Linked DNA regions of Mus musculus: all the other regions are linked to region 4. The links are chromatin contacts, called in public HiCAR-type, HiChIP or PLAC-seq and Micro-C maps. All regions are on one chromosome and are shown on one strand. The core of a region is the stretch at or near the end of the contact, and the rest is flanking DNA. Distances in the headings are between cores, read along the strand shown.

Region 1 (3,933 bases), core at 586-3,085, 440 kb before region 4:
TCAGTGCCCACCACAGGATAGACACACTAAGCATCTCTGTAATTGCCTGGACGAAGAAATGAACAGAGGTGCCCAGTATATGCCACCTCACAGGGGCCACAAGTTCCTGACTGTCTAAGGAGGCAGCTTGCTTAAATCCCTTCCCCGGGAAGGGTTTGCTCAGGCTGAAGCCTAAGATCTGGGAGCGAGCTCTTCTCTCTCCCATTTCTCACAGGAGAGAAACCCAGCTCTGCTCTACAAGCCGGGCAGTGGTGGCTCACGCCTTTAATCCCAGCACTTGGGAGGTGGAGGCAGGTGGATTTCTGAGTTCGAGGCTAGCCTGTTCTACAGAGTGAGTTCCAGGACAGCCAGGGCTACACAGAGAAACCCTGTCTTGAAAAACAAAACAAAACAAAACAAACAAAAAGGATGGAGAGAATAGGTTCACCTTTCCCACACTGGACAGGACCCAGAAGCCCTCTGGTGACGAATGTGCAGGAAACACCTTCTTCTCTCCTGATCTGTAATTTCCTTAAAGACATTTCCTTGCTATGGACTGTGCCCCCCCCCCCACCACATCCCTTAGTGTCCATGGCGAGTACTTATATGGCTACAGTACAATAAACAGAATGAATGTACAGTACAGCCACAGAATGAATGGAAGCCTTTGCCGCTTGCACAGCAGCTGAAACTGAGTGGCTGGAAGATGGGCAACCTGCGCTTCACAGTTCACGGGCTACCGATGTTTTGCATACTCAGGCGGCGTAAGCCTTACAGAAGTCTAGCTTGATAGACCCCTCGATGTCAAACATGAAAACAAGAACCACAGTACACCACACCCATTGGAAGGCCAGTTCCTTTCCCTTCCCTTCGACTGCTCTTTGAAACAACTAACAAAAACCAACCACAACAAACCTTGCTGTCAAGGTCTCCAGTGAGTTTTGAAGAGTCACTTGGGAGTCAGAATGAATACAGAGGAAGGCCTTAGAAAACATCTTCAACTTCACTTATGCCTAATGAATATTGGGGTTCATCAGGTTCCCATGCGTCCTTCCCCGCCCCCCCCCCCCAAGCCCTTCCAATTCCACAACTGAGAGGAGGATAGAGATGCTGTGTTCTTACCGTGTCTTGCTGTCTCATTATCTTGGCCTTGTCCAGCTCAGGGCCCAGGGAGGACGGGGAAGAGGACGCAGAGGAAGAGGAGCTGCTGGAGCTGCTGGTGCTGCCACCGCCCGGGTAGGCGCTCTTCCCATTCTTCTCCTGCGTGTCCACCTTGATGAGCCTACTGATGTAGGTGCTGCAGCCCGCGCTCTTGGTCACCGCGCCACGGTGGGGCTCCTCCTCGGTGGCGGTGGCGGTGACCCGGGAGTTCTTACGGCCTTTGCCAGCAGCGGCCTGGATCAGACCCTGCAGGCTGTCCCGGGACAGCCGACTGTCCTTTGGGGGTCCGCTGCTCGCCTTGCTGGCCCCCAGCTCGGCCGCTGAGTTCTTCCGGCCCTTGCCCGGGGTGGGCGCCGCGCCGCCAGTCTCCGAGTTCTTGCGCGGCTTGCCGCCGGCGCCCCCGGGCCGGGCGCGCTCCGACGCGGTCTTCAGAGTAAGCGGGAACTCCTTGAACCATTTCGCCGCCATCAGGGGGCCCGGGAGCGTCGAGGCCGCGGAGCAGAAGAGTGAGGAGGCCCAGCTGAGACACCGTGGGGCGCCAGGGGCCGGGGGCCGCCGCATTCCCCGGGGCTGGACGCTGGAGGCCGCCGCGAGGCTCCGGGCCGCTAGACGCGCGCGCCTGGCAGGGTGGCACCCGCTCGGCCCGAAGCTAGACGGGCGCAGTGATCGGACCGCCGTGTTCTCTGCGCTCCACCGCTTGGGGCTGCCGGGCGCCGGGGCTTCCCCTGCCTTTCCTCCCGAGGTGGGCGAGGCCGAGCCCACGGAAGCCCCCGGCAGCCCTGCCCACCCTAACTGGGACGATGGCGGCCGCAGTGCCCCGGCGCCCGCCCCGCGGTGGACGCACAGGACGGAGGACGGACGCGCCCCTCCCTCGCCGGCGCCGGGGCCCCCGCGTGCGCACCGAGTCCAACACTGCCCCCATCTCTGCAGACGGGACGTGTGCGGGGATCGTGGCCAGGAGTCGCGCTCGAGAACAAGGATCGGGAGCGCCCGCGCGGCTTCCCTCGCTCTCCGGTTCCGCACGTTCGTCGGGGGCGCGTGGAACCCCAAGCTGGACGCGGCGGGCGAAGGCTCGAAGTTCGACCGGGCGGCTCTGAGGGCCGCGCAGGTATCGCTCTGGCTGCAGGACCAGAGAGGGGTCCCACCAACCCCAGGCACTGTTGGGAGAAGAGCTTGGAGGTCCCCGACCCGCGCCCTCCTGCGAAGACGCCTCAGCTACTTGATTCTCACACTACTTGATTCTCTCCTTGTCGCTCTTTCTTCAAAGCAATTTCAAAGGTTTTTGTTATTGTTGTTAAAAAGATTAAATATGAAAAACGATTACATATGAACATGAAATGAAATCTTCTCCTTTCAGACACAAAACCCGGCAGTTGTTTACAGGTCTTCACTGGTAGACCTGCGGACTTTTGAGACAGAAAATGTATCTTTTCTCTCTCTGGATAAAGGCCAAAAGCCCTAAGCCGGCTTGACCTGGTTCTCTTATGGTGCTGCTGTCCACCCCCACCTTCTCCTTCCCCTCTCTGTCTCCTCTCCTACCCACTTCTCTCCTCCCTTCTACTCCTCCAATAGCAGCCTATGGAATCCTAACTTGCCTCGGTGTATTAGAAGACGACCTCAGACTATTGCGTGATGGCAAAGGGTGTCACCACTGTGAATTTCATGTGGTGCTGTGGATGACAGCCCGGGCTTGGAGCATGTTAGACAAGCACTCTACCAACCGAATTACATCTTCAGCCCCATGCAGCTTTTGGTAGACTTCAATTACTGATCTCCATTCCTCCTATCCATCCTTCTTTTAGCTACCAAGAGTTTACAGTTTTCCTGCTCTGCCATTTTTCTCTCAAACTCTAATAAAATTGTCTTCTAACCTCAAAGTAAAAGATAAAACAATACCATTATACAACAACAGCCCTAAATGTGGTCCAGAGTCTCATGCAGCAGGTTTGAAAACCCAAGCTACAAGCTGCGGGGGTCGGATAGCACCAGCCACCATCAGCTTGTGGATGGTACTTGGTGGAAGAAATGTAAGCTCACCTTGACCGTTCAGATGCTGGAAATGCATCTTAGCTTAAATTGAGGTATAATTTAGATGCCATGAAATTCAGCTGTTTAATATGGAATTTTTAATACATTGAAGTCTCACTAGTAGTCTGATTTTAAGGCATCCACCCAAGAGGTGAGGAGATAGCTCAGTTGATAACATACTTGGCAGGTAAGCATGAGAGCCTGACTATGAACCTCTGCACCCGCAAAGAAGAGCGGTGGGAGTCATACCCTTTCTTTCAATCCCAGTGCTGGTGAAGCAGAAAAACAAAGTGCACATTGATGAGGAAGGACATTCAAGGCTGACTTCTGGCCTGCATACACTTGCAAACATGTCTACCACCACACTTGAATACTCATACACATACCCTAAAAAAAAAAAATCACCTTTCCAGAAAGAAACTTGTATTTATCAGCAGCCCCTTCTCATGCCCTCTCCATGGGCGGTGTATTATACCTGTGTTTCTCTAGTGGCTGTCTCACATCAGAGAGGCCAGGAACCTGGTAGCTGCTCAGCCTACCAGGCTGAATATCTCATCACCCCAGCCTGGCCCAGGAGGCCTGGTGGATTCCTAGAGGGCTTATGGTTTGAATCTGTGCTGGAAGCTGGGAGAAGCTGGTTTTAACACTAGCAAAGGCTGGATGGACTTGTGAACAGAGTGAAGGCATGCAGGCAAAAGGCCAGCAGCTTCCAGTAGGTGCACCCACATTTAGCACCATCAAGAGAGTTCCTCGTGGGAGTGCTGA
Region 2 (3,786 bases), core at 914-3,413, 410 kb before region 4:
AACGTAATATAAACAGGAAGCCTGGGTTATACATAATGCGTTTTTGTTCTCCTCACCAGCATGCTGACTTAGGGGTGGTGCGATGCGCTTTTATACATGGTGGCATCAATAACAGTGTTCCAGAGCAGGACTTTCCAGGGAAGAATGCGTCTTCATCATGGTTGGCTGTTTTACAGCACAACGTGCTGCTGGGGGAAGGAAGCAGAAAGCATGATGGGTGTGCAGTAAGAATGGTGGGTGTGGAGGAAGCATGGTGGGTGGGTGTGCAGGTAAGCCAAGGCTTGGGCCAAGCCATCCATCACAGCTCACAGCAAGTCATCAGAGTGGCACCAGAACCTGTGACCTGCGAGGTGTGTGTGTGTGTGTGTGTGAGAGAGAGAGAGAGAGAGAGAGAGAGAGAGAGAGAGAGAGAGAGAGAATGTGTGTGTGGGGGGGAGCTTTCCTTTCCATGATAACAATTGAGTGTAGCTCAAAAGGACAGCAGGTGGCACGGATGGTGTCTCAGAGCAGAGGAGGGACCATGGTAGGCTGGGGTTGGGGATGGGGGTTCCTAGTAAAGGGTAATGTGAATGAAGAGAGGAGGAGTGGGGATGTGTGGGTCAAGTGGCTCGGGTTGACTGGCTGGGGTCCGAGGCCTCAGGCTCACTGTGAGCGATGCCTCTTGCTCTCTTTCTCCCCGCTGCTGAGGGGGAGGGGGTTCTCCCCCTTCTAAAGAACTACACAGCCCTCTCCGTGTCTGCAGAGTCCGAAACAGGGGGCGCCGCAGTGACTACTTCCTTGTCTGGTTTGGAAAGCTGCTCCCCCTCTGTCCACTCTGGTTGGTATGTGGATGGTGTAGGTGAAACACTTGGCAAAGTGGCATCTCGGAACGCGCCACGCCACCTTTAACCCTCTGGCTTAGCAGCCAAGGGGGTCGGCTCCATCGGGTCCTAGTGCCAATGTCCTGTGGCCAGGGGCGTCTGTCCTTGTGCTGTTTTCTTACCTGAGATAGGCTATAGAGCTCTCTCAGACTTAGCTACCTCTGAGTGTGACCTCTCTTCAGGACAGGGTCTCACTATGTAGTCCAAACTGACCTTGAACTCAGTCTCCCCACTGCTGGAATTTCAGACACATGCCTAGCCTCATTTTTATTTCCAAGTAATAAAAGTTCTTTGAGTTTTGAGGGTGGTGTGTATTAAAGAAACACAAAGTTACAAATAGGCTATTTATGGTTAAAAAATATTTACTTCTAGTTCCTGAGGCACAGCTACTCCTGAGTCAAATTCTGTCACGTGGGTCCAGAAACTGCCCTGGATCTCCCCTTGACTGACTCCTAGAAGTTGTTCTCTGCCTCCCACATGCAAGTAAGTGGTGGGCCATGCATGGACGGACGGACGGACACATACACACACACACACACACACACACACACACACACACACACACACACGCCAAACAAACAAGGTTTTCTTTAAAAGAATACCTGGATTACAGAATGAGTTCAAGACCAGTTTGGGCATCTCATGGAAGCCCGCTTTCAACATAATAAGTAAGAGAAGAATTCTATGCCCTGGGTTTAGCCCCCAGTACTGGAAAGCAAAGTCAGGAATAGTGGCACACGCCTTGGATCTCAGGGCTGCAGGGGCGGGGTCAGGGGCTGGGGCTTTCTCTGAGGTTTGAGGCCAGTCTGGTCCACCATAGTTGAGTTCCAGACCAGCCAGAGCTACATAGTGAGACCCTGTCTCACACTTCCCATGCCCACTCCCATCCATTTGGGTGGAGCACTTGCTGTCAGGATGCCTATGGTCAGTCTGAGCTCGTAGCTTGGGCTCTCTGGAGTCTCAGATGGAGTAGTTCAGGGTGCTTTGCTTCCTATAGCCAGCCACACAGTGTCCTTAGTGCTGCATACTGACTGGCTCAGGCCCTTTGTCTCTCTCTGGATCTGTTCTCATAAAGGTCTCCTAGAATATGCCCTGTACTTGAATTTCTTAGAATTTGGCCCAAGCAGAGGTCATTTCAAGATGTTTGGGACCTCTCTATGGCTCCTTCTCTCTGGAGCACTCTCCCACAAATTCCTGTTACTGGACCTGCTTTTGTTGTCCTGCAAGGGTCTCTGTAGTCATTATAGGCTCTGCCAGCCTGTACTATGGATGGGAAAGTCCCCAGGCTAAAAGTCACTGTGAGGGTGGAGCTCAAGAGCCCTTTTCCTGTGGAAATTGCCCTCTGCAGTCTGTACAACAAACTTCAGCGTTGTGTGTGGGAGGAGTTAAATTCAGTCATGTGGGTCCAGAAACTGCCCCGGATCTCCCCGTGATTTCTCTTGGTCAGATGTGAGTTCCTAATGCTTTTAAATTAGGAATAAGTCATCAGGAGAGGTGTACAGAATCCCACCCATTTGGGAATCTAATATTCCTAGATCAACAACCCATGGGCTAAAAAGGAAATGAAACAAAAACGTTAAAATACTTAAAACAGAACAACAAAAGGCTCTAGCTTATGAGAAGTTTTTGACACATAATGAAAGCAGACATAATGAGGGGAGAGGCCCAGTTTTAACAAGGGAAGCTTGAAAATTAATGAGTGGATTGAAAAGTAGATTAACAAATAAGATATAAATTCAAAGAGAGAAGTAATGATGCTATTGAAAATGGTTTTGTTTGAAAAAATTAAAAAATTATGTTATAAGCTGTGCTTGGGTACAGGACTATAATGCTAGCTACGTAAGAGGCTATGGCAAGAGAAGCACAAGTTCAAGGACAGCTTTAGCTGCAGAAGGAGTTCAAGGCCAGCCTGGACCACTTAGTAAGACCTTATCACAAAAAAAGGGGAAAGGCTGAGGGTGCCTCTCAGGGATTGAGTTTTGCTTTGGAATGTTCTGGGAAGTCCCTGGGTTTTACACCCCCCACACACACACACACCCCACCCCACCCCCACAACACTCACACAAGTGCCGCAGACCCTTTTTGGTCCCTGTCTGCGTAGAACCGGTCTCTGGTTACATGTGGACAAGGAGTCAACAAATGACAGACAAAAATCAACACAAGAGGTTGTGTAGAATCTGAATGTATTGTCACAAAGTGAACACCAGTCTTATATAATACAGAAAACAAAGGGGTAGGATGTCACAGCAGGCAAAGCACATTGAAGTTACCTGACACAAAACAAAGGAATGACTTCAAAAGGACTTCCAGGAACCAGGTAATGTTTACAGTAAAGATAAAACAGCCCTGTCTAGGGTCAGCTAATGACAGGTAAGGATTTCACACCCTAGTCACAATTTGTGCTACTCCTTTGAGCCTTGTGAAAGCTTGCACCAGGGGATTCTGCTCTAGCAGACCTTCTCATGAATAATGTAACACTACAAACCCCCTATTTCCTAGGCCTTGGTAAATTCTTGTATCAGTTTAACTTGGCTGTTGTTTTAAGTATCTGTGGAGAATCTCCATTTGTCAGAAGAATTCACCAACTTGCTTCTAACATGCAGTGTAGCCTGCTATACCTGGCTGTAGTGAAGATTCCTGTCTCAGTGGGAGTCCCTAACTCTTACATGTTAAACCCACCTATTAGCTAGACCATTGTGTATTCCCTTGTCTGGATGAGACTGGCTACTGTCCTAAGTAATCACCCTGCAGACCAGCCCTGGAGCTATTCTAGCTCTGTTCTTTGTAATGCCTAATTAGTTTCACCATCTCTACTAGGAGTAAATTTGAATGTTACAGAATAGGTAACCTTCTTACTGAATTCCAAGTTTGTCCGCTTCAAGGATTTTCTGGGACGTTGGAACACTGGCGAAGGCTTAGCTATGTC
Region 3 (3,623 bases), core at 641-3,140, 300 kb after region 4:
TGAAGAAGGCTGTCATGTGATTGTGAGCATGCACGGAGCTGCTCTCTTCCCTCCTGCCTGCCTGCCTAGTTGTCAGCTGCTTGGGATGCAAGCATTTCCTGGTCCCGGAGAAAGCCTGGCTCAGAGCCCGTGTGTTATTTTCTTCCCTAGAGTTCCTATCAGACAGAGATCGGGCAGACTCTAGACCTCATGACAGCACCCCAGGGCCATGTGGATCTTGGTAGATACACTGAAAAGAGGTGAGGCCACTAGCAATCATGTGTAGACAGAGACTAAAGATGGGCTGTGTCCCCATGAATGCATCTTCTCCCCTGACTCAGGTACAAATCGATTGTCAAGTACAAGACGGCTTTCTACTCTTTCTACCTGCCTATTGCGGCCGCCATGTACATGGTGAGTTGGTGGCACTTCCACTGTTTTCTTTCGGGGACGCTGGGACAGGAGGGCATTTACTGTGTGACGGTGTGACCTCGGGCAAGCCCTCTGTCCCTCTGATACTGGAAAGTGGGCAGAGTTGAGGCCTGTGGATGGTACATCTGGCGGGGGGCGGAGGGGGGGCGGCAGAGCGAAATTGAGGCTGAGGCAGGAGACTAGGTGTGGAGGTGGTTTATGGGTCAGGTCTTCGTTTCATTTTGTAAGAAGTTGAAGTTGAAAGTGGAACCGTAATGGCTGCAGCTCCCAGGGGAAGATGTGTGGTCATGCTGCCTACCCTGTCTCCTACAGGCAGGCATTGATGGGGAGAAGGAACACGCCAATGCCCTGAAGATCCTGATGGAGATGGGCGAGTTCTTCCAGGTCCAGGTAGGCAGGTCCTGCAGCCCAGAGTGCATATTTTCTCTTTCCCGGCCTGGGGACCTCCTCATCTCTCCTTTATGCCTGCTGCCTAGGACGACTACCTTGATCTCTTTGGAGACCCCAGTGTGACGGGAAAGGTCGGCACTGACATCCAGGACAACAAATGCAGCTGGCTGGTGGTTCAGTGTCTGCTACGAGCCTCTCCTCAACAGCGCCAGATCTTAGAGGTGCTCGAGTGGGGCCTGGGAGTGGCATGTCCCTTTGCTAAGGGGATGGAGGAGGGGTGGTTAGGAAAGCAGGGTGATTTTGCTGTCCAGGAGACATTGGGCAACTAAGTGCAGTTTGATGTTTGTGCTGAAGGTGGCTAGCAGGCAGAACCGGGAAGGTTTTGGATAGTGCCAGACAACGCATGCTGCCCAATAACTCAGCCGTGTCAAGGCTGGGAAACCCTAGAGGAAGTAGAATCCAGAGCCAATACCTGAACTTTGGGCTCGGGAGGCAATGCTTGGTATCTTGGATCCCCAGAGAGGAGAGTTTTGCCAGTGTCTGGAGTGAATGAATGAGTTGTGAGGGCCTTTGGACCCAGCCAAGTAAAGCTGTTTTCGTGCTTCCAGGAGAATTATGGGCAGAAGGACCCAGAAAAAGTGGCTCGGGTGAAAGCACTGTATGAGGCGCTGGATCTGCAGTCTGCTTTCTTCAAGTATGAGGAAGACAGTTACAACCGCCTCAAGAGTCTCATAGAGCAGTGCTCTGCGCCCCTGCCCCCATCCATCTTCATGGAACTTGCAAACAAGATCTACAAACGGAGAAAGTGACCCCGGAATTGGAGAGGCTGGGAGGGAGGGGGTCTCAATAAATTATTGTTCAACATCCTGTGGTTTTATTCTTGTGGCAGTCAGGAGTTCAGCTTTATCCAGAATGCAGGGGTGGGAGAGGGCAGCTTGGAATCCAGGTTGGCAAAAGCATTCCTTGAGACCCAAAGCGTCTGCTTTGTAGATGGGTGACATAGGCACAACGTCAAGTGTTGCGTGGGGGTTGAGGGGCGGTCCTGAGCTATGCCACGCCCATGCGTGAAGGGGTGCGGCTGCGCAGCCACAGTGGGTTTTGCCGGTGCCCCTCCCCTCCGCTCTGTTCCCTGCTGGGCGGGGACGCAGACGAGCCCAAGGCCGGAGCGATTCCAGGAGGACTGCGGTGAGGAGGGCTCGGTCTGAGGGTGCGGATGGATGGATGGATAGATGCATGGATGGATGGATGGATTGATAGCACAGGAGAGGAGCAGTTAAAAGAATAAAGAAACGGGCGATGGCTGGGTGATGGGAGACGACACAGAGTGAATGGACAAATCTTGGCGTTGCGGTGGGTGAGGACACAGGAGGAAGGCTAGAGCTGAACAGGGACTGGGACAGATGCAGAGCTGACAGCAGAATGCTTCCCCTTGCTCCAGCCCAGACCCCTCTCCTGCGTTAACAAACCAAACCCTTCGTCTTGTTCCCCACCATCCACCTCACTAGAGCATCCGGGCGGGGTCCCCTTCCTCCCAGGGTTAGGCTGGAGGACAGAGCTTGATTAGGAAGAATCGGTGTATTCTGGGCCCTATTCTTTTTCAAGCATCGCACCCCCATATTCTGGGCCCCACTCTTTTTTCAAGCTTCGCAGCCCCACAAAGATCAGAGTACAACTGCATTCTCTGATGACCCTCCTTTCTCCGTTCCCTGGAGGTTATGTTCAGCTCCACCTGCAAATACTGCAGTGGGAACTAATGGCCTGTCCGTGGTGATTTGAATCTCATTTAAATATCTCCCAAAGCAGCCAGATCCTTCCCAGGCCTGTTCTAGTCCTCAGTCACCTCCAGTGCCCTTACCCGTGATCTAGGTTTCAACCACCCCTGTTTTCTAGGTCTGCATCTACACTGTCAGGTAGGTGGATGTGAGACGCTGGATCCTCTTGGTTCTCTGAAAGCCATACGTCGTCCTCCCTCGGCACCATGCTGTCCCCTCAGCGGGCTTTACTCTGCAACCTCAATCACATCCATCTCCAGCATGTCTCCCTAGGCCTGCACTTGTCCCGCCGTCCTGAACTACGAGAGGGGCCTCTGAGCACACCCCCGCCCCCGGGAGACACCGGGGGCAAGGAAAGCAGGGGGCCCTGCAGCGGGACCCTTGTGGATGCCAACTCCAACAGTCCAGCTGTGCCCTGTAGATGCTGCCAGGAGCACGGGTCCAGCATAGAAAATCAGCAGGACCCTTCCCAGGAGGAAGAGGCTGTTTCCCCTTCAGATCCAGGATGCTCTTCCTCTCTCAGCTCCTGCTCAGACCTTAGCCCTGATGAGTCTCCAGTGTCAGTCTACTCGCGAGACCTGCCTGGTAATGAGGATGCAAACCCTCAGCCTAGCACCTTGGAGCTGGGCTCTCCTCTGGCTCCAGCGGGCCCTAGCACCTGCTCTCCAGACAGTTTCTGTTGCTCTCCTGATTCTTGCTCTGGAATATCTTCTCCACCTGGACCTGACCTGGACTCGAACTGCAACGCCCTGACCACCTGCCAGGACCTACCTTCCCCAGGCTTGGAGGAAGAGGAAGACAGTGGGGAACAGGATCTTGCTACCTCTGAGCTCTCAGAGACCGAAGATGGGAGAATCGACGCAGGGAAAGCAGAGCCCAGTTGGAAAATTAACCCCATTTGGAAAATTGACACAGAGAAAACTGAAGCTGGGTGGAAAACCATCGAGGACAGTGACTCTGGTCGGAAAACAGACGAAAATACAAACTCGAGCTTAAAAACGGAATCTGGGAAATTGGCTTCTTGTTTGAACACCAATTCTGGTTCGAAAA
Region 4 (3,791 bases), core at 775-3,274:
AGGCAGGGGTGGAACAACAAAGCGGTTCGCGTCTAAGTCCCTTAGAGCTAGTGACAAGACCCTCACTCTTCTGGAGCCCTGGGCCACTTTCCTACCCTCTCCCAAATCTTTTTCCTAGATCTTGTACCCTTCTCGTGAAAGCAGTTTTCCCTCCACTTTACTTAGGTGTCTAGTACTGTTGCCTAGCACGGCTTACTCCCTGGTCAGCAGGACCCTGACAGTAGAAGGAAGGGAAAAACCCTAGTCCAGACACATCTTGCTCGGAATCCTTCCGACAGTCCTGCGGGGCCGCTAGGAAAACCTGGAGCAAAGATCAGACTTGACCTAGGGCGTGCTGGTGTTGGGGGCGGGGGAAAGCGGGACAGAAACAGATAGGAAAACCCGGAACGGATTGCTTGAGCCAGAGTTCCTCATGCTAGCCACTGGTCCCTATTGCCCCCCTAATTCTCCAGTGAGATAATGTCTGGGGTGAGGGGCTGTTTAGTTTGGCTTGAGCCCTCCGGGGCGCCTCACACTTTCCGCCCCTGGCTGAGGGGCAGAGCAGCGGCCTCGAGGCTGAGTCATGGGGGGGGGGGGGGGGGGAGAAAGAGGGAGGGAAGGGCCGACTCCACCCCTCCCCCTGCTTGGGGATCCCGGGTCAGCCCGGGTGAGGGCCAGGGCCCCCCTGGCACCGCCCATTGTGGTCCAACAGGTTGAGCTGGTGTCCTGCGGAGCCACCTGCTGGAAAGGGAAGGAGGCCCCCTGCGGAGGGAGCTGGGAAAGAGAACAAGTCCGACCCGGTTCCGCCTGGCCTGCTGCTGCGAAGCCGAACCTGGTCCTAGAGAGCGGGATTTGACTCCGTTTGAAACGAGTAGGAGGGGCCCTTTTGGGGTCTATAGCATCGCCAGCCCAGTTGTAAGCGTCCCTCAGAGACTACCATTCTTTGGGTCGGGCACTTAAATACGAATACCGGTTTTTCCCAAACCCACTTAAGCAAACATCCTAAACCACCCAGGTCTCTATCGTCACCTCGGGGTCTGAGTGAATCTGCGCCAAGATCCCTCCACTGTAGGGTCTCAGTTTCTCCACTAAAAGTACCGGCTGGTTGAAGGCAAAGCGTCGGGGCCCCAGAGGGAGCGCACCTCCCCCTTCCCCTTCCCAGACTCAGTCCCTCCCCTTTGAAAATGCCAAGGCAGCAACGGGCACTGGCTAGAGCGCAAAGGCTCCTTGCCCCGGGCACTGTTCCCTCCCCGCGGGGCGCCGTCACGCGTGGGGAGGGACACAGAGTGCCCACAGACTCGACTCCCCCGCTCCCTCGGAGGGGGATGGGCCAAGAGGCTGAAGCTCAATGTCTAGAGGTTCTCTCTCTTCCTGGGGCTCTGACCTGGTTAAAGCCCCTCGGCAGGACCCCACTCTTTCTAAATTTTAGGTCTTCATCCCCAGCAGCGTATCCGTAACCTCTCATACCATTCCCTCCCCAGGTGGTGACCCTACAGAAGCCCCTCTTGAAAGAGAGGAAGTCCCTGAGGGGGCTGCTCCATTCCCTGGCCACTGCGGACACTGTCTTCGGCCTCCCTCCCCTTCTGGTTTCTGGCCAGCCCAGGCTCCACCCCCTCCCTGGATGAACCCTAGGCGCGTCCCACATGGGATAGGCGGGTGTTCAGGCCAATGGATGGGCAGGGCGGTGGCGTGCAAGGGGTGGAGCTGGGCAGCAGCAGAGGGCTGGACGGGGGTCGGAGGCGGAGCTCCAGTTAAGGTGGACCGGAGGAGATAGTGGTAGAAAGCAGAGAGGGAGAGGGATCGCGGCAGGTGAAGGGAGTTTGAAGGAAAGAAGGGAAAGGAAAAGGGTGGGAAAGGCTCAGGGAGCGAAGCAAAATCTCGGAGAAAAGGGACGAAAAGGAGGGAGGGACCCATATGCTCCCTGCTGGAACTAGCTGTTGGAAGAGGTGGAAGTTTATGTCCTTATTGGGCGGAGGGAGGGGGTGCCTGGGGGGGGCGGATGAAAAACCAGGAAGTGACAGAGGGTGTTGCTAAGGGTGGGGGGGGAGTTTGGGGGTGGCAGGGGCGGGGGGAGGGAGGGGAGGGATGGGGGGAAAGCAAGAGAGAGGACAGGTGAGACAGCAGGACAGGTGAGGCGGGCCTTGGGGGGGGGGGCGAGTGGAAGCCAGGTGAATGTACGGCTCTCCGCGGCCAAGGGGGGGGCGGGCAACAGGAGGAGGCAAAGGGTGGCGGAGGAGGAGCCCCCCAGCAACGAGCAGCGAGCCACTGACCGCGGCCTTCTGACCAGGACCGGAGCAGAGCCCCAAGCCCCCCAGCCTGGCGGGGGACGCGCTTCTTCCTACACCCTGTGCCTCTGCAGCTCCAGCGAACGGACCCAACGGCTGAAAGGTAAGTGAACCCCACTTTTTGTCCCTTGGCTCGGGATACACTAAACTCGAGCCTACTGCAGTGTCCTTCGTGCGTCCTGTGAGACCCCTGTACACACACGTACACACACACACACCAGATTTCAACCAGTCGCATTCCCTGTAGCTTTCCTGGGTCTTTGGAATTGGTTTTAACTTGGAGGAAAGGTAGAGAACTATGGACTATTGGCCTCCCCCCAACTCTGAGCGGAGGGTCTCCAGAAACTTTCTTTGCACTTCTAATATCATACAGACTGTGAGCTACGGGATGGAGAGGGGGTGAGCTGCACTGAACTTACCCCTACCCCCAGTCGCTTTTGTGACTTTAGGGGGAGACCCCAGACCCGACCGAATGGAGGGAATGGAAACCCTGACGGACTATAACTAGGACAACGCGTGTCCCCACCCACCCACCCAGCTCCGCGCCCCCCTGGCACGGTGGGCTGGACCCAGGCCAGTGGCACGGGGGGTGGGGGGCAGCGGGAGGAACCGCGGCTTGGGGGAAAGTTACCGGCTGGACTATTCGGTTTCTTGCGCTTCCAGAGCCGCGTCGTCTCTCCAGCGGTAGTGCGGCTCAGCAGGACGACCCCTCTGCCCCTCCCGCTCCGCAATCACATTCCGGTCTCTCAAGCCTCAGGCCCACCGCCACCTTTTCAAAGTCAGCTTTTGCTCTCACAACTCCAGTGCGAGGGTGGGTGATAAGAACTCGACCTACCAGCGGTCTTGCCGCCGGCGCCGGCGCACCTGCCCTGAGCAGAGTGGGGGTCGCTGTGTGGTAGAAACCTAGTGCGCACCGCTGGCCGAGGTTGGCCATTCAGAGGGGTGGGGGGCGCTGCTTTCCATTTCCAGCTTTCTCTCCCCTCCTCCCACCCCACCCAAGTAAGAGAGCGACGTGTCCTGGCCAGAGCGGGGGGGGCGGGAGTGGGGGGGCAGCGTGGGCAGCGGGTTGTGCCCGGACACGTGCCTGCCCAGGCGCCCCGGCCCTGCTAGTGTTTGGAGAGAGGGCGGGTCCCCTGCCCCCCGCCCCGCACAACCCCCATGTATCAAAGGGCGGCTGAGACGTGGTGAGACCTCGGGGCGCCCTGGGGGGGCGGGGGGTAAGGCGGGGAGCCTGGGTCCGGAGCAGGGGAGGGGCAGAGGCGCCGGTGCTAGCTGACCCACAGGAAACGAGCACTGCTGACCTAGTTTGGGACACCGGAAGTGGGTGCTGGGGAGAAGGGGAGACCGGCAAGCTGTCCTGGCTTCCGGGCCAGGTGGAGGGCGTTCTTGAATTGACCCCCTCCCGAATGCCTTAGAGACCCCTAGCTGCAGCTGAGAACGGGAATGAGTCAGCGCAGCTATTTCTCCTTCCCCCAACTTATTCCCAGAGGAGGGGACCGTTTATCAAGGGTTGGGGGGAGTCAGATT
Region 5 (3,966 bases), core at 330-2,829, 340 kb before region 4:
CTACAGGAGCTGGGCCACAGCCTTCTGTCGTGACTGGCAATCTTACCATCCTAACATATAATATCAAACATGGCTCTTCAAACACCATTCTAATCCTGCCTTCCATCTCTAGGACCAACAGATAAGTCCTTTGTCTTTACCATCTATGATCCATAGGTGCATACTGTAGTATATGTAAAAAGTGCTTTCCTTCAAGTCAGATGCCTGCAATATTTTGAGGGAAGGTAGACACACACACACACACACACACACACACACACACACCATTAAGAGCTGGGGAGATGACTCAGTGAGTAAAGCGTTTGCCACACAATCTTAAGGACCTGAATCTGAATCTCCAGAACCCAAGAAAAACAAAACAAAACACAGTGTGGTATAAAAATCAGTAATTGTGAGACACTTGAGGGTATAGGGGACCAAGAAGAAAAATTCCTGGAAGCCTGAGGGCCCAGTTCCGAGGCTGTCCTTTGTCGTAGAAAGAAGTACAAGTGTGCCTGTACATCTGCAACATTAAAAGTTGGTTGTTGGAGTAGGGTTTTTTTGGTTTGTGTTTTTGAGGCCATCTACACAGCTTTGGCTGGCCTGGGACTCAGAAATACCTGCCTCTGCCTCATGAGTACCATCATACCCCCCAAATTACAACACACACACACACACACACACACACACACAGTAGTAGAGCATTTGCTTATCAAGTGTGAGGCTATTGGTACATCCCATATAGCTTTTTAAAATTTTGAAGGATAAACCTGGGTGGGACATGCCTGCAATTCCAGCTCTAGGGAGAAAAGACTGGTGGCTTGCTCAAGGGCAATCAAGGCAACACAAGACAAGTAGAAACTGCCTCAAAAGCAAACAAACCAGCATGGTCAAACCAAGGCAAGGAACAGTCCTAATCCCACCACAGGGTCAGTTTCCATCCCCGCTGCTTTCCAGAATGACAGATCCAGTGCTGTGCACAGCATGAATCCTCGGAATCTGGGTTTTTCTGTTCAGAACGTTGCAGCTGGGGCTCATGTACGACATCACAAGTTCATTTTAGTGCTAAGTAGAATTCCACGAAGCTTACCCAGTGCGCTACAGAAAGACACCCTTCTTGGCCATAAAGCAAAAGACTTCCCCCTGCTGGTTAGTTGAGATAATTTAAATTTCTCAGGAAGTTGAAAAAGCAAAGAGGATCATGAGAAAAGTTGCTCATGTTGGGCTATAGCGGCTCAGCAAGGCATCAGGGGTCTTAGCAGAAAGAGAAGGGGTGTCTGCCCCGGCCTGGGTCCTTGTCTGGCTTAGACGCTGGTCTATCTTCTGACCAGCCTCCTTCCTGAGACTGCTCAAAGCTACAAGAACTAACTGAACAGAAATCCCCAGAAGGGCTGGCAGTTCGGCTTGAGAAGGAGAACGTGACCCTCGTAATTCACACTACGCGAGCCAGATATGAGGGTGCAGACCCCGCGGGCTTACCTGTGGGTCCCCTGAACCCTTGAGACATAGTGCCGGCAAGGCCCGCACCTGTGGCCGTAAGATGGCTGGCTCCCCAGAGTTCACTTTCGTTTCCTTGAAAAGGCTTCCCCGCCCAACTGTTGGGCCAAGAGGAGGGAGGGGTTTGCTCCCGGTAGCCGAGCAGCAGCATCCTGCCCACCATAAGGGCTGGGCCGCCGTAGTCCACGCCCACCGCCTTCCTCACCACTCCACCTCCACTAGCAGGGCACTATATACGTTCTCTGAGAGCTTGGGAGCTATTTACTTCACTGACAAGCTTATTTTTGTTCACGGTATTTTGGAAAGCTTCACTCAACAGCGCCCTCTCCGCCCTGTGAGGAAGTTCCTTTTCCGTGTTTAATCCCTACTGCTTGCGAGATTTACAAGTCTGTCCACTCCTAGAGTGACCATTGGCCAATGCCCTGTCCCCACTAGCCTGTCCTTCATTCCCCCTGTTGGCTGCTCCAAACTTCCTATCTTTTTGTAGATAAAATTCTTTACCTTCACGTATTCTGTTCTTTAGCCTAGAATGTTCCTCCCCCTTTCCTTGTTTTGTTTTTGAGACTTCAGAGGAATTCCACTTCCATATCCCTGGGTACCTGATGCGTTTGTACCAGTGTCAGCACCCAGCACATGGTGCAAGTAGGCCAGCATATGGCAGTCTGGGCATCTAGTGTATGCTACAACGTCAGCACCCAGCAGCACACACAGTGTAAGTAGAAGCCCCAGCATGTAGCAGTCTGGGCAAGATGGATGGCTCAAAAGTCACTCCCAATCATGTCCTCCCTGTTTGGTATAGCTGCCTGCCTTCAGTGCTCCCGGGGGCACTCCAGTGGGCAGGGCTGTTCTCGCCTATATCCCCTGCACAGTGAGTCCCAGACAGTCATAGGTGAGTGGATAATAGTGCACTCTAAGTAAAACAATTTGCGGAACAGAAACTTGGGGGGGGGGGGATAAAAAATGGCAATCAACACAGGAAAAGAGCTCAATCTTGTGCCATCAGGGAAACTCAGGAAAGGTCACAGTGAGTAGGTGTTCTTGTCCACTCACCAGTGTGGCACCATTAACTAGCACATAGGAGGACCAAGAAGGAGCAACCCCAGTCACTGCAGGAAGTCATTACTTAGAAACACACCCCATGGTTTAACCATTATATGCATTTAGCAGGATAAGCTACACAACACTGAAAGCAATCAAACTAAAATAAGCAGATGTTCCCACCTTAGGATATTACACAGCAATTGAAGTAAAAACCACAGCCAAATGCAGCAGATGGGAAACAATGTAACAATACTGAAAGAAGACCTCCTGTCCCAAACCAAGCAAAACCAAGGTCAATCATGTATTGCACAAGACAGGTTCAAGTCCAAGGCATTCTAAATGGAAGGAATGTTCTGGGGGCTAATGATCCACTGAGGACCCGCAGACAGTCTCATTCCTAAACTTTGTCTCGCTCCCTTGATAACTGTCCTAACTCTCCCAGCCTCACTAGGTGGCACCTCCACTGCAACCTGGGGCTGTTTACCTTTTCCAGGTTTTCCCCTCAACTGGAGGGCCTTGGGAACAAACAGGTGACAGTCCTGTCACAAGCAGCTTACTTCCCTAGGAGCTTGGGAGCCTCCTGCCAGGTTCCAATTCAGAGGGCTACTCCTTAGTCACCACCCAAATAACTAACTCAGTTGTGTCTAAAATAAGGTATCACAACCTCCCCCTTGGCGCTTGCAGGCCAGGAAGATTTATTTATTTTATGTATAGGAATACACTGTAGCTATCTTCAGACACCCCAGAAGAGGGCACCAGATTCCATTACAGATGTTGTGAGCCACCATGTAGTTGGTGGGAATTGAACTCAAGATCTCTGAAAGAGCAGTCAGTGCTCTTAACCACTGAGCCATCTCTCCAGCCCCGAAACATTCATTTTCTAAACTCACAGGGCCTTCCCCAGCAGTCTAACTTGCTCAAATAATCTGGGAGGCTTTCAGGAGACAAAAGAATGATGTATCACCTAGCTATACCGACCCTGAGAGATGTTCTACAGATGTTGATAGCCACAACCAGCTTTTGGTTTTGTTTTGTTTTTGAGACAGGGTCTCATACAGTTCAGGGTCACCTAAAACTCCTCCAATATACAGCTAAGGCTGACTGACTCTGAGCCCTTATAATTCTGTCTCTCCCTTCCAAGGGCTTCTAATTTTGAAATTACTAGAAAGCAAGAACTGTTTTGGGTAGCTGTCCCCCTTCCCCCCAAAAAAGAGGTCTCCAGAAGAAGGGACATCCTTTTATTACTGAGTCAGAGTTCTCCAGTAAATGAAAGGAAAAGACGTGTATGCCAGTAAGGTTAGTGGTTACATAATAAAGTTATAATATTAACGACAATGCCAAAACAACTGTCAGAACAACAGCTAACAGTCCTGTATAGACCATTCCGAGTGCACATCACGCACATTTAGCTTCATGGGCAGCCCACAAAATAACTCTCTAAACCCTATG
Region 6 (3,688 bases), core at 341-2,840, 480 kb before region 4:
AGAGCGGATGGGTGTCCACCGTCCTCATGGTACTTGCGGGAGGTACAGCCTGGAAAACACGTTTCCTGTCCCCCTACTCTCCCAGGAGAGGGATGATGGTAGGGGGTGCCTCTTCCAGGGCGGAGAGAACTACTTTACCCCAGCCTTGCCCATTCTGATTTCAACTGGACTGGAGCTACTAGGAAAGTCGACATTCATGCAAAAAGAAAAAACGTTAACTAGCAAGAATGCACTTTCATTTTGGTTTTTAGAGAACTGTTGCCTGTTTCTCTCAAGAGTCTGGAAGAGGCCGCTCACTGCACACTACTGTATGAACCCTCACTGCCCACCCTGGAGGACCAAGTGCAGTAACGGTAGCCCAAACACCAAGTCAAGTGAAAATCGAGGGAAAAAAAAAACAAACAAGCAACAAAAAAAAAAAACCAAAACTAAACTAAAAAACAAATCACCCCCCCAAAAAAAAACAAAACCAAAAACCAAAAAAAACAAAAAAACAAAACAACAACAACAAAAAAAACCCAAACCAACCCGCTGTTTCCTATAACAGAAAAGCCTTTGGTTTCATTTTTTATTTTGATTTTTTTGTCTTAAAAAGTATAAAAATAGCCTGTCCATGCTCTGCTTCAGGGAATGAGCCTGTGAACACTCCCAGGCGCAGGCAGGAAGGGTGTCTGCTTCCTGCTACACCTCACTGCCACCTTGGCCTTCCTTGCTTTACGTTTGACTGAGTGGCCTCAGATGCTTTCCCCTGGGGCTTTGAGGAATCCAGTGATGTTAGTGGTCACCGAGGAGACCACAGAGCCACAGTGTGGTGCTTAGATTAAAGTGACTTCTGCAACCACAGCACCCCACACCTGCCGTCTTACTGAACTATGCCAGTAACTTGCCTTTTCTGCCACCACCACGAGACGAGACGGGCAGAGCTCGGAAGCTGTCACCCCATGCCCTCTGCTTGTCCGCTCTAGGGGCCACTGACCTAAGCATTAGTTATTTTATTTTATTTTATTTTTTTGTGGGTTTTGTACATTTTAGGTCCTGTTGCTGTCTTAGAAAAGGCTCTGTAGGTTGACAGAAAATCAGGCCAAGTATTCATGTTTTGTTTTTTTTTTTTTTCCTTCTTTCCTCCTTTGCTAAGTTTTTGGGACTCAAGGGTAGCAAAACTGCTGTGAAAGGGAAATTTATTAAAAATGTTACAGATCGTGATCTTCAGGGGATCGGCGACTGTGCTCACTCACAGTTCTTCAGTCCCTCACAGGGCTCTGCTGTTACCCAAGCCAGGCAGAGCAGGCAGACGGAAGACTGAAATCCAGATAGCTCATTATCTCTGTGAGTTAAATGGCTTTGATCTCCAAGTTGTTTTCACTATTGTTGTAAGGGGATAGCCTCCCCCCAACCCGTATCAAAAGGATGCTTTTTCCTTTTGACTTTTTATAAGCTAAGTCAACAAAGTCTGTTTCGTCCGGTTTCGTTCACTTCACACAGGTGTATGCCCTCAGCTGCTTCTGGTCTCAATTCTGTGCAAGCTGAATAGGTGTTCCATCCTCGGGTCATTCTTACTGGAGTTTCTGCAGCCCACAGGCTGCCTTGTCAACAGTACCACTTAACACCAGCATTCAGCGACCAGGCAGCCAAATGCCTGGTCTAGACAGAGATGATTTAAACATGATCTTTGTTGCATGGTAGAAAGAGGGAACACATACTGGTTCTAGTTCTAAGGTTCTTAGATGTTTGGTCCTTCTGGCATTAGTGAAATAGCTTTAAACTATTTCAAGGGAGAAGCCTTGGCCACACCCACGACATTTGGCCGACAGTCCTTTCTCTCCATGAGCCTTGCCTTCCCACCTGGCTGAAAGCTCACACTGAATCTTTCCTGTGTCCTTGGTGTCTTGGGAGAAAGGGAACCCCGGTGTGGGCTTTACTGCCGGCATTGGCTTGGAGCCAGCGTGGAGCAGAGCCCAACAGGGTGGGCCAGGCTTAGTTATGGTGTGCCGGTTTAAGGAATGCCTGGTTTGCCTGGTTGCCTGGGCTCCGAGCTAGAGTTTCCTAGTAGTTCTTTATGGCTGACCTAGTTGGGAAAGACTCCCATACTCAGCTTCAGGTAGAGGTGGTGAGAAACCTTTTCCTTTGTAGAGGCAGCATCATCCCAAGAGCCTACAGTGAGGTGAGGTGGGAGGGGCAGGCGCTGGGGAGGGTCTGCCAAAGTGGGAGGGGGCAGGCCAGCTGGGGAGGGTCTGCCAAAGTGGGAGGGGGCAGGCCAGCTGGGGAGGGTCTGCCAAAGTGGGAGGGGGCAGGCCAGCTGGGGAGGGTCTGCCAAAGTGGGAGGGGGCAGGCCAGCTGGGGAGGGTCTGCCAAAGTGGGAGGGGGCAGGCCAGCTGGGGAGGGTCTGCCAAAGTGGGAGGGGCAGGCGCTGGGGAGGGTCTGCCAAAGTGGGAGGGGGCAGGCCAGCTGGGGAGGGTCTGCCAAAATGGGAGGGGGCAGGCCAGCTGGGGAGGGTCTGCCAAAGTGGGAGGGACAGGCGCTGGGGAGGGTCTGCCAAAGTGGGAGGGGGCAGGCCAGCTGGGGAGGGTCTGCCAAAGTGGGAGGGGGCAGGCCAGCTGGGGAGGGTCCTGGGGCTGGCGCTGGGGAGGGTCTGCCAAAGGTCTCTCCAGCCTCTGCTGCTAGTGTAGTTGGGTGCCAGTTCCAGGAAGTTTCTATGGCAACCTTAATGCGCCTTAAGGAACACTGTCAGGTTTGTGAACATATGCTCAGATGGAGATCTTGTTTCCAGGGAAAGGACTGGTACAGTGTGTAGCAAGCTGGAATGGACAGAGAGACTTTGGCAAGAGATCATATCCGTTAAAAACAGGATACCTCAATGCTACATGTTTTTATCTTTGAGACAATATTTTTAAGGTTTTTACGCTCTGTCCCCTGTGAGCTGATACCTAAGACCTAAGTCAGTGCTTTTTTAATGCCTTTTTGCCCTCTTGTTTGCTTTAAAGTGAAATTTGTAACTGTTTGGAATAAATAATTTCTAAAGTTGCACGTGAGATGTTCTTCTGCTTTGGGAACCTGGTCATTAAAAGGAAAACCTTCCTTCCATGATGAGCGAGGAGTAAAGAATGAGGAAGGCTAACTAACTAATTAAATAGGACTGTCTCTGAGGGCACAGCGGCTCAGTCCTCTAACCCGGCTCGACACTAGGAAGGCAGAGGCGGGAGGATTTCTCCAAGTTTGAGGCTAGTGAGGCCTTGTATGTCACTTATACTGCCCTCACAGACAGACAGACAGGCAGACACACACACACACACACACACACACACACACACACACACTAAACCTGGGACTAGCAATTTCTCAAAAGGTTTTAGTTAGTAAACATTCTCCCCAAACCAAGGCCTGGGATTTCTGGAAGGAAATCAGAGGCTCATGTGTCTGTCACGTTTGCATTGTTCAGCATTACCAGATAGAGGCATGTTAGAAAAGTGAAGGAAGGCCCACTACTTAGGTGTGTACTGGACTATGGAGGTGAGAATGGGATCCTGAGAGCCATCCCGAGCTTTCTTGGTCATCAGATGGCTGAGTCTGTCCTCCACTGAAAAAGATCTTGGGCAAGAAAAACTTGGGACCCAGCCTTCTCTATGTCCCAAACAGAAGGAAACCCATCATGTGGATGCTTTGCAGGTAAGAGTAGGGGTGGCTGCTGAGG
Region 7 (3,679 bases), core at 638-3,137, 370 kb before region 4:
GAGTGGGATGCAGACTCTCAAGCCAGGCCTGACTGCCCCATTCCTTGACAGTGCTGACGGCATGTACGAAGTCTCCTTCTATTCCAATGCTGTGGTCTCCTATGATGGCAGCATCTTTTGGCTACCGCCTGCCATCTACAAGAGCGCATGCAAGATTGAGGTGAAGCACTTCCCATTTGACCAGCAGAACTGCACCATGAAGTTCCGCTCCTGGACCTACGACCGCACTGAGATTGACCTGGTGCTCAAAAGCGATGTGGCCAGCCTGGACGACTTCACACCTAGTGGGGAGTGGGACATCATCGCACTGCCAGGCCGACGCAACGAGAACCCAGACGACTCCACCTACGTGGACATCACCTACGACTTCATCATTCGTCGCAAACCGCTCTTCTACACCATCAACCTCATCATCCCCTGCGTACTCATCACCTCGCTGGCCATCCTGGTCTTCTACCTGCCCTCAGACTGTGGTGAAAAGATGACACTTTGTATTTCTGTGCTGCTGGCGCTCACGGTGTTCCTGCTGCTCATCTCCAAGATTGTGCCTCCCACCTCCCTCGACGTACCGCTGGTGGGAAAGTACCTCATGTTCACCATGGTGCTAGTCACCTTCTCCATCGTCACTAGCGTGTGTGTGCTCAATGTGCACCACCGTTCGCCTACCACGCACACCATGGCGCCCTGGGTCAAGGTGGTCTTCCTGGAGAAGCTGCCCACCCTCCTCTTCCTGCAGCAGCCACGCCACCGCTGTGCACGTCAACGCCTGCGCTTGCGAAGGCGCCAGCGGGAACGTGAGGGGGCAGGCACACTATTCTTCCGCGAAGGTCCTGCAGCTGACCCATGTACCTGCTTTGTCAATCCTGCATCAATGCAGGGCTTGGCTGGGGCTTTCCAGGCTGAGCCCGCTGCAGCCGGTCTGGGGCGCTCGATGGGCCCATGCAGCTGTGGCCTCCGGGAAGCTGTGGACGGTGTACGCTTCATTGCGGACCATATGCGAAGTGAAGATGATGACCAGAGTGTGAGTACCAAGGGTGAGATAGGCATGTCGGGAGCAGAAACCCCTGTGTGCGGGGAGTAGGTGTCACTTAGGGTCACAAAGCAAGGGTACAAGGGAGGGGCAACGTGATTGAGGACTCAGCAGGGTAGGCTTCCAGATTGGCTTGCCGGTGTTGGTGTCTGTACCAGATGACCTTGTAGCTCCCAGAGGACTAGTATTCAGGGTGAGATGTGTCAGCTAAGGCATCATTAGTGTGAGAGAGGTGACTAGGAACTTTAGGGCAGGGAGAAGTTCTTTTGGGCCCGAGGGTGTCACATGGACACTTCCAAGTTGTTAATGCGCTGCTGCTCTTAGTGCAAATGGAGATGAGTCCTTGCGGACCACAGAGCGGGCAACTGGGATGATGATGGACGGGGAAAGGAAAGTTTAGAGGTTCCATGGGGCTGGTCCCAGCAGAGAAAGCAAATAAAATCAATAGCCCGTTTCTACTGTCCTGGGCCTTGAAAAGAGTCTAATGAAATATTTATAGAAATGGGGTGGATAGAGGCCAGGGCTCTCCAGATGGTCTCACCCTCTTCTGCACCCCCAGCTTCTGGCCTTTCCTGCCGTCTCCCCAGAAGGAGATTCCTTGAGACTAAGCCAGGAGTTGAGGGAAGGTGCGATGGGTTAACATCCTGCCCCCCATTTTGGGTACCATCTGGCCTTCCCTGAGATCAGTGTTCAGGTACCTGACTGGTTCTAAGCCAAGGCTCAGTTGTTGCCATAGTGACCAGCAAGGTTTCCTCTGGGACTCTGCCATTCCAGCTGGGGAAGGATAAAGGGCAGGCACTGTGGTTTATGTTGGGAGCTGAGTTCAGACATCTTCTCCCTCCCTCCTCCCCCCGACTGCAGACAAGCATGGGAGAGGGAGAGAGGCTGAGACTGGAGATGAAGGAGCCAAGGCTAACTGGGTGCAGGGCTCAGCAGCCGCTGCATCTCTGGCCTCCACCTCCGCTGCAGTCCATCATGTAGCCTGCATTTCAAGTCAGGCGCTGAAGGTGCAGTGACCTACTTGGATGCCTCAGAGGCATCTAGACCTCAACACGCCCAAACCCAAGTGCGTGCTCTACACCCCCAACCTGGCCCTAACTTGCCCCTAGTTTCCCTGTCTTGCTGGAAATGGCATTCCCTGGGCTAAGCAGTTCACACTGAAACCTGGTGATGCCTTTGCTCTCTCTCCCTTAGTGCTCACCACTGATGTTTTCAGAAGTCCTGTCCTGGGAGCACCACCTCCAAGGTGATTCCCTGCTTTGTCCTTTTTCTGTCACTTTCATGCTAACACCCTGGTCCTTGAGCTCCTGTCAACTCTTGTGTGGACCAAGGGAGAATCTCCCAACTGCCTCCCTGTTCAGCTTCCTATGCGCAGTTAAATAACCCACACCCCCAGGCTGGTGACTTGCTCCCTTGCTTGGGTCACCAGCTTGTCACTCAGTTGTCTCTAGCAAGCCAAGCTCTTTCCTGCCCTCGAGCCTTTGCATCTGGGTCCCTCCACGAGAACAGTCTTTGTTTTAGTTATTCTTCTCATTGTTGTGACAAAATTCTCTTGAGGAAAGCAGATGTAGGGACTGCAGGCTTTGTTTGGCCTTGCAGTTTGAGATTACAGCCCAAGGCGGGGAAGGTGGTAGCAGGAGCCTGCAGGTCCTGTTTCAGTCTGGAAGCAGGGAGAGGGGAATTCTGAGATCAACAAACTTTTCCATTTCTCCTTCTGCCTGGGACCCTAGCCCATGCAATGAGTGCTGCCTGCCTCAATTAATCCAATCTAGAAAGATTCCCCATAGACGTTTGTTCCCATGATGATGCTAATCTCATCAAGCTGATGATATTACTCTTTCCTCACCCCCCCCCCCGCCCCCAAAACAAAACCAAAACCCTGTTACTGTTATTATTTGGCCCTGTTCTTTAAAAGTAATCATGTAACCTTGACTCCCAAACACTTGGATGTGTCTCTTCTTAAGACCAGAGATGCTCTCCTGGTGATACAGGGTGAGCATGTGAAAGGCCCCAAGTTCCAACTGCTATCAACAACCAAAGTAGCAATGAAGTGCCCGGCTTCAAAGACCCAATTCTGGAAACAGAACAGCATCAATACTTTTAGCACTGTACAGTGCACATTCAAGCTTTCCCGACTGTCTCAGTAGCATCCTTCCTAGGAGCATCATTAGACCTAGGAGCCCAAGGTGCATTGTGTTGCCAAGCCTCATTGCTTCACTTCCTTGGCTTTCTTTGCCTTTCTTGGGACAGTTTAAAGGGGCAGGGCTGGGATGCTGTTCTGCTGGGTTTGCCTGACCATGACTTCAGTGTGGATCTGGAACAGGGCTTCCTTCCTACCCAGCAGAGCTTGCTGTAAGCGTCATCTCCTAGAAGAGGCTTTTCCAGGCCCATCCCATCTTCCTTCTGTTTCTCCATCCTAGTCTTCCATCCCCTCTCACTGTATGATCTCTGAGAGGTTTATTGTCTCTGTCTCCTTGAAGATACTCAAAACCATAGGGTTCTTCACTTGGTTGTGTCTCCGAGCCTTGCAGGATGCCAGGTCTGTGGCAGGCCCAACTGTGACTTCAGTGAGTGACTGTTTGGCTGCCAGCTACATGAATTGCACAGTTGCTGGCTCCCTATCTTGTGTCCTGTGATCTGGCTGGGGCC

What was found. A called contact is a pair of places that touch in the nucleus more often than the background predicts. HiCAR-type assays count read pairs that join an accessible place to other places. HiChIP or PLAC-seq counts read pairs in DNA pulled down with a chosen protein or histone mark.
Region 1: a Micro-C map of embryonic stem cells shows a contact between it and region 4, with 4 times the contacts expected there. The contact joins the promoter of She here to the promoter of Zbtb7b in region 4. A contact is called at or near these places in 4 of 39 promoter capture datasets (cranial neural crest, frontonasal cranial neural crest, hippocampal neurons and 1 more), 1 of 484 Hi-C or Micro-C datasets (embryonic stem cells) and 5 of 115 datasets of contacts at active chromatin or transcription factors (astrocytes, craniofacial prominence, embryonic basal ganglia and 2 more).
Region 2: a contact with region 4 is called in an H3K27ac HiChIP or PLAC-seq map of embryonic stem cells, with 2.1 times the contacts expected there. The contact joins the enhancer-like site here to the promoter of Zbtb7b in region 4. A contact is called at or near these places in 3 of 39 promoter capture datasets (cranial neural crest, embryonic stem cells and pre-B cells) and 3 of 115 datasets of contacts at active chromatin or transcription factors (embryonic basal ganglia, embryonic stem cells and forebrain).
Region 3: a contact with region 4 is called in a Micro-C map of embryonic stem cells, with 4 times the contacts expected there. The contact joins the promoter of Rusc1 here to the promoter of Zbtb7b in region 4. A contact is called at or near these places in 5 of 39 promoter capture datasets (embryonic stem cells, erythroid cells, liver and 2 more), 3 of 484 Hi-C or Micro-C datasets (the G1E-ER4 cell line and embryonic stem cells), 2 of 115 datasets of contacts at active chromatin or transcription factors (effector CD8 T cells and memory CD8 T cells) and 1 of 9 other capture datasets (pancreatic islet).
Region 5: an H3K4me3 HiChIP or PLAC-seq map of embryonic forebrain shows a contact between it and region 4, with 5 times the contacts expected there. The contact joins the promoter of Adar here to the promoter of Zbtb7b in region 4. A contact is called at or near these places in 12 of 39 promoter capture datasets (the 3T3-L1 cell line, 3T3-L1-derived adipocytes, the C10 cell line and 7 more), 1 of 484 Hi-C or Micro-C datasets (B cells), 6 of 115 datasets of contacts at active chromatin or transcription factors (the SCID.adh cell line, embryonic basal ganglia, embryonic forebrain and 3 more) and 3 of 9 other capture datasets (adipose tissue, liver and pancreatic islet).
Region 6: a HiCAR-type map of astrocytes shows a contact between it and region 4, with 2.8 times the contacts expected there. The contact joins the enhancer-like site here to the promoter of Zbtb7b in region 4. A contact is called at or near these places in 11 of 39 promoter capture datasets (the 3T3-L1 cell line, 3T3-L1-derived adipocytes, cranial neural crest and 7 more), 4 of 484 Hi-C or Micro-C datasets (CD4 T cells, adipose-derived mesenchymal stem cells, cerebral cortex and 1 more), 10 of 115 datasets of contacts at active chromatin or transcription factors (astrocytes, craniofacial prominence, embryonic basal ganglia and 6 more) and 2 of 9 other capture datasets (liver and pancreatic islet).
Region 7: an H3K4me3 HiChIP or PLAC-seq map of embryonic midbrain shows a contact between it and region 4, with 4 times the contacts expected there. The contact joins the enhancer-like site here to the promoter of Zbtb7b in region 4. A contact is called at or near these places in 4 of 39 promoter capture datasets (the C10 cell line, cranial neural crest, maxillary cranial neural crest and 1 more), 1 of 484 Hi-C or Micro-C datasets (embryonic stem cells), 8 of 115 datasets of contacts at active chromatin or transcription factors (craniofacial prominence, embryonic basal ganglia, embryonic forebrain and 5 more) and 4 of 9 other capture datasets (embryonic stem cells, liver, macrophages and 1 more).

What each region holds. Positions count from the first base shown.
Region 1 is chr3:89,829,272-89,833,204 of GRCm38.p6, reverse strand. She (src homology 2 domain-containing transforming protein E) reads right to left here and starts at 1,835. Exons shown (of 6, transcript NM_172530.3): 1 at 1,102-1,835. The coding sequence starts at 1,701.
Region 2 is chr3:89,800,073-89,803,858 of GRCm38.p6, reverse strand. No RefSeq gene overlaps it. Among named protein-coding and RNA genes, the nearest start is that of Ube2q1, 28 kb to the right of the region's middle. Within about 2 kb of position 2,163, at least 68 of the 459 cell types and tissues checked have an H3K27ac peak or open chromatin away from gene starts, as enhancers often do. A contact at or near this core is called in embryonic stem cells, where this site is marked.
Region 3 is chr3:89,091,630-89,095,252 of GRCm38.p6, reverse strand. Rusc1 (RUN and SH3 domain containing 1) reads left to right here and starts at 1,890. Exons shown (of 11, transcript NM_028188.2): 1 at 1,890-1,986; 2 at 2,692-3,623. The coding sequence starts at 2,780. Fdps (farnesyl diphosphate synthetase) reads left to right here. Exons shown (of 10, transcript NM_134469.4): 6 at 151-239; 7 at 321-393; 8 at 724-801; 9 at 888-1,022; 10 at 1,410-1,665. The coding sequence ends at 1,610.
Region 4 is chr3:89,391,611-89,395,401 of GRCm38.p6, reverse strand. Zbtb7b (zinc finger and BTB domain containing 7B) reads left to right here and starts at 2,024. Exons shown (of 3, transcript NM_009565.5): 1 at 2,024-2,367. Gm15417 (predicted gene 15417) reads right to left here and starts at 3,538. Exons shown (of 2, transcript NR_040403.1): 1 at 2,896-3,538.
Region 5 is chr3:89,728,331-89,732,296 of GRCm38.p6, reverse strand. Adar (adenosine deaminase, RNA-specific) reads right to left here and starts at 1,579. Exons shown (of 15, transcript NM_001146296.1): 1 at 1,459-1,579. The coding sequence starts at 1,486.
Region 6 is chr3:89,866,838-89,870,525 of GRCm38.p6, reverse strand. Il6ra (interleukin 6 receptor, alpha) reads left to right here. Exons shown (of 10, transcript NM_001310676.1): 10 at 1-1,202. Among named protein-coding and RNA genes, the nearest start is that of Gm46811, 3.4 kb to the left of the region's middle. Within about 2 kb of position 1,590, at least 59 of the 459 cell types and tissues checked have an H3K27ac peak or open chromatin away from gene starts, as enhancers often do. A contact at or near this core is called in astrocytes, cerebral cortex, cortical neurons and 4 more, where this site is marked.
Region 7 is chr3:89,758,014-89,761,692 of GRCm38.p6, reverse strand. Chrnb2 (cholinergic receptor, nicotinic, beta polypeptide 2 (neuronal)) reads left to right here. Exons shown (of 6, transcript NM_009602.4): 5 at 52-1,021. Among named protein-coding and RNA genes, the nearest start is that of Chrnb2, 4.8 kb to the left of the region's middle. Within about 2 kb of position 1,887, at least 11 of the 459 cell types and tissues checked have an H3K27ac peak or open chromatin away from gene starts, as enhancers often do.